Regions from separate parts of the Gossypium hirsutum genome. Here all the other regions are linked to region 1. The links are chromatin contacts, called in public Hi-C maps. All regions are on one chromosome and are shown on one strand. The core of a region is the stretch at or near the end of the contact, and the rest is flanking DNA. Distances in the headings are between cores, read along the strand shown.

Evidence for each region. A called contact is a pair of places that touch in the nucleus more often than the background predicts.
Region 2: a contact with region 1 is called in a Hi-C map of leaf, with 1.4 times the contacts expected there. The contact joins the enhancer-like site here to the promoter of LOC107920922 in region 1. A contact is called at or near these places in 2 of 34 Hi-C or Micro-C datasets (both in leaf).
Region 3: a contact with region 1 is called in a Hi-C map of leaf, with 2.7 times the contacts expected there. The contact joins the promoter of LOC107918137 here to the promoter of LOC107920922 in region 1. A contact is called at or near these places in 2 of 34 Hi-C or Micro-C datasets (both in leaf).

What each region holds. Positions count from the first base shown.
Region 1 is chrA01:40,754,522-40,757,097 of Gossypium_hirsutum_v2.1, reverse strand. It overlaps LOC107920922 (MADS-box protein AGL24-like), which reads left to right and starts at 1,285. Exons shown (of 7, transcript NM_001327183.1): 1 at 1,285-1,466. The coding sequence starts at 1,285.
Region 2 is chrA01:41,128,157-41,130,732 of Gossypium_hirsutum_v2.1, reverse strand. No RefSeq gene overlaps it. Among protein-coding and RNA genes, the nearest start is that of LOC107917422, 54 kb to the left of the region's middle. Within about 2 kb of position 1,307, at least 8 of the 9 cell types and tissues checked have an H3K27ac peak or open chromatin away from gene starts, as enhancers often do. A contact at or near this core is called in leaf, where this site is marked.
Region 3 is chrA01:41,045,469-41,048,044 of Gossypium_hirsutum_v2.1, reverse strand. LOC107918137 (polyubiquitin) reads left to right here and starts at 1,272. Exons shown (of 2, transcript XM_016847668.2): 1 at 1,272-1,484; 2 at 2,149-2,576. The coding sequence starts at 1,332.

The DNA.
Region 1 (2,576 bases), core at 36-2,535:
AAATTTAGAAAAAATTATGAGAGGACTTTTGGGTGAAAAAATGAAAGGGGACCTTTTATATATATTTTTTTGATCGTTGGAGGTCAAACAGTTAAGTGACCATTGGAACAGGGCAAAACGCGTTCTTAGGGGAGTATTTTATCTACGTCAGCATAAAACGCGCCTTCAAGGAAGTACTTTGTGCTGACGTGGACAAAACGCTTTCTTAAGAATACGTTTTGCTGACATATCTCTTGACTTTGTGCTAACGTAGACGTCCTTTTAAAAAATTTTAACATTTCTAATAAATAATTAAAAAATTAATCTATTTTTATAAATAATTTTAGAAATGGCGTTTTTCACTAAATTACCCAGAAAGGGAGGTAGGGGGTGATATACAAATATAAGAGAAAAATCATAATTGGAAAGTAGGAAGTGATAAAGAAAGAAAGGAATTCTGGAGCTATCGCGGTCGGTTGATTGATGGAAGTGACGCGATGATGTGGCCGTAGAGGGGAAGCCAAAGTAAAAGTGGGGTTAATATCTTGGGTTTTTGGCCAATGACAGTCTCCATTGTACGGAAAGCCCTCGTCCACAAAAAAATCCCCAAAATAAGGATTATTTTATTAGAAAAAAAAGTGAAATAGAATAAAGAAAAGGAGTTAAATGTAGTCACTTTGTTTGGTTTGATCAAATCTGCTATTATTGGTGATCAGAGCTGATTTTGGCTATTCCTTTCTCTGCATACAAAAAGGAAAATAAAACGGAGTGAGACTTAATTTCCAAAAACAAAATGTCCGAAGACTGAAGATAAAATATAGAAAGCTTCTCTTTATATGTAGTTCTAAAAAGCAAGGTCTGAAGAGGAGACCTTTCCTTTCTTGAGTCAGGTAACAGTCCCAAACCGAAGGGCTTTTGCCTTTCTTTTTTCTCTCTCTTTTATGGTTTTTCAGTTTAAACCTCTGTATTTGGGAGGCTTTTGATTCCTGTCACCAGACCTAACTCCAGCTCCTGAACAAATATATCTCAATAAGGTAAATTTAATGAAAGTAAACCCACCAATCCGACTCCTTTTATGTCTGAGTTTTTAGTTCTGTCAGTTTCTTTCTTCTTTTAGAAACCTGGATCTGAAACATGGGGTCTTTCGCTAGGGCTTCAGCTTAAAATTTCCTCAAATGAACTTGGCACAAAAAGTCAAGAAAACTCACTTTTTCCCTCTTGTTTTTAAGTCATTTTATGTATTATTGTTACTATTTTTTTTTCCTCTGAGAGGAGTTTTTTTATATTGTTATTTTTAAGGTAGAAATGGCGAGGGAGAAGATCAAGATCAAGAAGATAGACAACTTGACGGCTAGGCAAGTGACTTTCTCTAAAAGAAGGCGAGGGCTTTTCAAGAAAGCTGAAGAGCTTTCAGTTCTTTGTGACGCTGAGTTTGCTCTCATTATTTTCTCAGCTACTGGAAAGCTCTTTGAGTTTGCTACCTCCAGGTATATTTTCCATCAACTTCCAATAATACTCTTTCTCTTCTTTTACTTTCTGTCTACTTATATCATAGTTATAGATGGAGAGAGAGCAAAGGGAACTTGTAGTAAGCTTCCGTTGCCATGTCCGGTTTAGATCCTGTGACAGATCTTCCAAAACAAAAATTAAGCCTTTAATGAAAAAGAATAAAAAAAAAAGCTAAGTCTTAAACAAACCTGGTAACATGATATTTGTTTTTGTTCAGATTCCATAGATCGTGGAGGCTATACTACTATACTGATATCTTTTGCATAAAATAGCCACACACACTCTCTCTCTAAAAAGATACCAATATTTCTTTTTATAATTAAAAAAATTCTCGATGTCTTTTTGATTTAATTTTTCCTGGCTTTATTCATTAATCGATTGGTTTTAGTTCATAAGTGTTGGATAAATTTGGGCATTCTGCATTTGATCTTCCTATGCCCTTCGGTTACTGATTTATTGGGGTATGAGATCTTTGTTTTTCCATGGTATATGTTGAGAATCTTTACCGGCACATTTAGCTAAAGATTATATCCATTTTAAATTTACCCACAAACTTCTTATTATTATATTATATTTATATTTTGTTTGGATTTTTATGTTTATTTTTTTATTAAATATTCGTTTCAATATATATTAAAATATGGGGGTGAGGTTTAATCTCCCAAAGTTAGTTGCGTTGGATGTTTTACAATATATTAATCCTCATATGTTATCAGATCTTACCTTTGATTTCAATGTATCCCGACTCATTTTCCAAACTGTTTCTAATCAATGTTATGCAAAGAGCATATATTGGTAAGCAAGCATACAAGTTTTTGCATTAGGTCTAGTTTCTTGCATTACTTACAGAATATTCTATATATTTTCCAAAATCCAGTTCTATCGCGAAATTATATATTAAATCGGGGAGGAACTTAAGTGTCCAAGCTTAAACTTTAGACCTTAACTAAGACTAAAAGTTAGTTGACAATGTTTAAAGCTTATATTGCGAATAAATTCTACAAATAAGAACCCATTTATCCGGTTAATGTCTAAAAAAGGTTGAGTTCGTAAAAGTCTAATGATATCAGTTCAGGGGACAAATCTTG
Region 2 (2,576 bases), core at 58-2,557, 370 kb before region 1:
GCCGATTCAACAAAATCTCCAAAATGGGGGCAGCGTATACCTTCAGTAAGACTTCCAGTCTTTTCAGAAGATGCAAGGATCGCATTAAAATCTCCAATGGCCATCCAGGGAAATTGACCAAGAAAAACAATATTCCTTAAATTATCCCAAAGAAGTTGACGCTTTTGCCTATTGGGACTACCATACACGAAAGAAATCATGATAGGATGTACTGAAGGTTTCTTCCAAACCCGAGTTAAGATGAATTGCGAATGATTACAAATCACCTCAAGACAAACAGAGTCTTTCTAACCTAACCAAATGCCTCCAGAAAACCCAATTGCCTCCACCCGATGTGAGTACTGAAATCCCAACTTAGCAATAATTTTGTTAGCCTTAGCCCCGCTGACTCTCGGCTCAAGAAAGCTAACAATGTCAGGTTTATATTCCATATCATACTCTCAAAAAATTCTAAGAAACTTAATATTAGCACATCCTTGACAATTCTAGGAAAATATAGTGATATTCATTAAAACCAAAAAGTATGAGAGAAAGAAAAAACAAACCTATCTTTTAGGACCTTTCTTTACCTTCCAACTCAGATTCAGCAATCTCGGATACATCACTTGGATTACAGCTGGGAATTTTGGAAGATAAAAATTCCGCCATCTTCTTCATGGACTCAGCAAGAGAAATGCGTGTGTTTCCAGAATTTTTGAAACGACTACCTCGACCCCATAAAGTAAAAGAGGGCTTACGATTGCTTCGGGAACTACCGCCTTTTTGGTGTTTGGAATTATTTATTGGAGTGTTCACGACCACATTCGGGAGTTCCATGGGTCTTGAATCCAATTTAACCTGCTGGTTAGAAGGAACATTATTATTATTATTATTATTATTATTAAAAATAATAGCTGAATGCTTACCTGGGTCTAGTGTATTATCGGAGATAGGGACAATAATGCCTTCGGATTCGTCAAATACAGGGTTGTATCTTGCTTTAATTTTTTCCATATTTTCAATGTCTAAACTGCTCAAATTATTAGGAACCAAAAGGCCTTGACCATCTGCACCATTAGAAGAATTATTAGTTTTAGAAAAATTAGGATTCGGGGCCACTGGAATAGAATTTGAAAAAGAAAAGGGAGATTTAGCCGATTGATCCCCAATGTTTCCCAAATGACCGTCTAAAATTATTGGCCTCTTCCCCAAAGCTTTGTCCAAACTCTTATTATACTTTTGACCCGTTTCTTGTAAAGAGACTCTACCCACTTCCATGCCCCTATCAGACCCATTAGTAAGGCCCACAAATCCACCTACATGTCCGGCCTTGTTAGAAAGAAACTCCCCATTCTCTTGATTAACCCTAGATTTAAGATTAATTTGAGCACCACCCTCCTTTCTATTAGCCCCCCTAAATCTCCTCCATCCGAAGATCTCCTTTCATCACAAAGATCCTCCTCCCCCATCAACGTCGAGAATCGAGACCCTAAAGCCTGATTTTTTTATTTCCCCGTGATTTCCGCTAGAGAATCCTTCTTCCCCCGCCGAGAATATCGCTTCTCTACTAATATCCATGGCCCAAAATCTGCCTATTTTCCTCCGGTTCCGTTAGCTGAAGAGACGCCGTCCGACTTGCCTTTATTTGTGTCACCTACCACCGTCGCCGGCTCACCTAGAGGTACTGGCCGATTTTGTTCCGTTTCAGATAGTGGGCACAAATCTTTAACGTGCCCGTATTTGCCGCAAGAGAAACAGACAGTCGGGAAGGATTCGTATTCCACTTGCTGAACTACTCCATCAACTAGAACCTGAGAAATCAAAGGTTCTATCAAGTTAATATAGACGGCTAAACGCGCGAATCTTCCTCTGGTTTGATTATCCGTCTGAACGTCGAGTTTGACGACTTTTCCAATGAGACTTTCAATAGCCTCTATTATCTTTCTTTTGTAGAGATGTCCCGGGAGATTCGGCAAACGAATCCAGGCTAGCACCATGCTAGGATAGGGTTGCTCTGGACTGAAATGCTTGGTCCAAGGTTGCACTGTCAAATATTGGCCGTAAACAGTCTAAGGTCCTTGCGATAAGACTCTGTTATAATCCTCAACGGCCTGAAATTTAACAAGGTAATACCCGTTGATGGTATCCATTATACGAATAGATTTCATTGGTTTCCAAAGAGAGAAAATTCGATTGTGTAAAGCGTTGTAACCAATGTTACGCCCTAACAATTTGACAATGATCGTTAGCTCCATTTCTTTAAACAGGATATTTTTTAAGCGATCAGAGAAAGAGATAGCCGGAACACCATCAAGGATAGTTTTATTAACGTCCCCTTCAAGTAACTCAAAATCAATATCACTCCCTTCAGAAAAAGCAATGCGATTTGGACTAAGTTCACCCGAAGAGCCCCCCAAAAGTTTGTCTTTCCATGACAAATTTTCTTCTGGGGCTGGATCCCCATCCATGGATATATCATCTTCAACAAGATTATCTTTGAACCTCACTTTTTTGGTATTTCTGTCATTATCGGGGTGGGTTTCGCCATCCTCATTGTCACCGGAAAGTTGCGAACTAGAGAGCATTGTAAAATATGA
Region 3 (2,576 bases), core at 23-2,522, 290 kb before region 1:
TGTCTATCATAAATCGGTTCGGCTTGATTTGATTCTCAGTTTTTTCATATTAATTTTTTGTTTTGGATTTTTAGACTTATTTTGATAAAATAATCTTTTTAAGGCTTTTAATTATTAATTTATAAATTTTCAGAGTCTTTTTCATAAATACTTCTAAAAAATTTTTTTTGAAGAACTTTTAAATTATTTTCACTATTTAAAATATAAAGTATTTATTTTTATATCATAAAAATAAATTTAATTATATATTAAATAAAAATAAAATTCAATTCAGTTTTAGGTAACCGCAATTTTTAAACTTGTATTCTATAAATCGTCCAAATACTTCAGTTCGAGTTGGTTTTTAATAAAATAATCACTTTTATTTAAATTTTAAATATGAATAAATTTGCCATTCAACTCTTAGGTGATTGAAATTTACTATTAAGCTTAGAATTTTATAAAAATTTTCTACCAACTTTTTTTAATTAAATTTTATCACTCAATATTAATTTTGATAATTTGAAAATATAATTTAATAAGAATTTTTTTCAAATTTTTTATTTTTGTAGGTAAATCTAATTTTTTATTTTTATAGCTAAAACTAATTTAACTTTTATTTAATATTAATATTATATTATATTAATTTATATTTTTAAATATTAAATTAAAATATAAAAAATATTAAATTTTGTCTTAAAATTATTTTGAATTAAAATTGAATAAAAAATTAACTTTAATGGCAAATTTCAATCAAATGAAAGTAAAACAACAAAATTCAACATAAAATTAAAGTATTGTGGTAAATTTATCTATAGTGCATAAGGAAAATGAAAAATATCATTGAAAATGGAATATAGTGACAAATTTTCATATTAACCCAAAGGAACCTATAGTCACATGGGAGCTATATATAGCATAGAGTTTTAGATAATGCGGTTAAAATATGTCATAAGTTTCTATGTTTTTCATAAATTTTAAATTTAATCCCTATACTTTTAGTTCTAGGAATTTAGTCATTTTAATTTTTACTTTCAAAATTTAGGTCTAATTATTAAGATTGTTAAGATTACTTTGTTAAATTTAGGTTCACTACAATGTTATTGTTAACAAAATAATTTGACATTGTTAATAATTAGACTAAAATTGTGAAATAAGGAAAATAGAGGGACTAAATTCCTAAAAATAAAAAGATAAGGACTAAATTCTAAAGATGTGAAGAGTAAATGGACCTATAACACATTTTAACCAGATAATTGCCTATATTTAAGTTTTTGCTATTTACTTTCTTTATTATTTTCCATATTTATCGAATGAAAAACAAACTCAGCGTGGGCTTTCGGTAGAAATAAATGTGGCAAGAACTGATTGGTTATACTATTGGCAATATTGTCGTAAAGTCGGCAAATTCCACCTATAAGAAAGGCGTAAATCTCCCAATCTATTCACCGGCAGACTCTTCCGTCTTCAAACACTTCGAATCGTTTTCCAATTACTCTGACAAGGTAACTCATAGTTGTTTTATATTTCAATTTTTCAATCTTAATTAACAATTTTATTGCTTTTATGTATTATTATGGGCTTTTTTCTTTTAAAATCGTATCTTGTTTGTTATCTCATTATCTTGAATTGTTGGTGGATCTTGAATGAGTTTTCAGTCCTTTTTGCTTTAATTTTGATAGATCTTCTCATAATTTGATTGCTTATACGTATAAGGGTTTTTTTTTTAATTTAACTAATCGGATCTTGGTTAATCATGTTGAATATCTTCCTTGAAAATAGTTAAATTATTAGTGGATCTGTTAATGGACCATCTTTGTTTATTGAGATTCAGTTGTAAATATTTGACATTCTTAAATTTGTTGATGTGTGTTCTTGGGATTTTAAATTGGTAGATTTGTTTAGGCTCTTGAAATTTTTGTCTATGCTTTCTATTTGTTTTGAGAATTTTGATTTTCTTGGTTTTCTTTGATTTTAAAAAGGGCATCTCTTGTGATGGTATTCTTGCAGATTTTATTTCCAGGTTTTAAATTTGCTAAAATATAATAATTGATATATAAATGACGGCCTTGGATTCTAACTTATTGTTTATGACTTTGTTTTTCTGCTAATTTTCTGAACTCTTGATAATTGAGATACTAATTTGTTTTTGATCTTTTGATTCAATAGATGCAAATCTTTGTTAAAACCCTCACTGGCAAGACCATCACCCTCGAGGTGGAGAGTTCAGACACCATTGATAATGTGAAGGCTAAGATCCAAGATAAGGAAGGGATCCCACCGGATCAGCAGAGGCTTATCTTTGCTGGCAAACAACTTGAGGATGGCCGCACGCTAGCCGACTACAACATTCAGAAAGAATCCACCCTTCACTTGGTTCTTCGACTTCGTGGCGGCATGCAAATCTTTGTCAAGACTCTCACTGGAAAGACAATTACCTTGGAGGTTGAAAGCTCTGACACAATAGATAATGTAAAGGCAAAGATCCAAGACAAGGAAGGGATCCCACCAGATCAGCAGAGGCTTATCTTTGCTGGAAAGCAGCTTGAAGATGGTCGCACCTTAGCTGATTACAATATCCAAAAAGAGTCCACCCT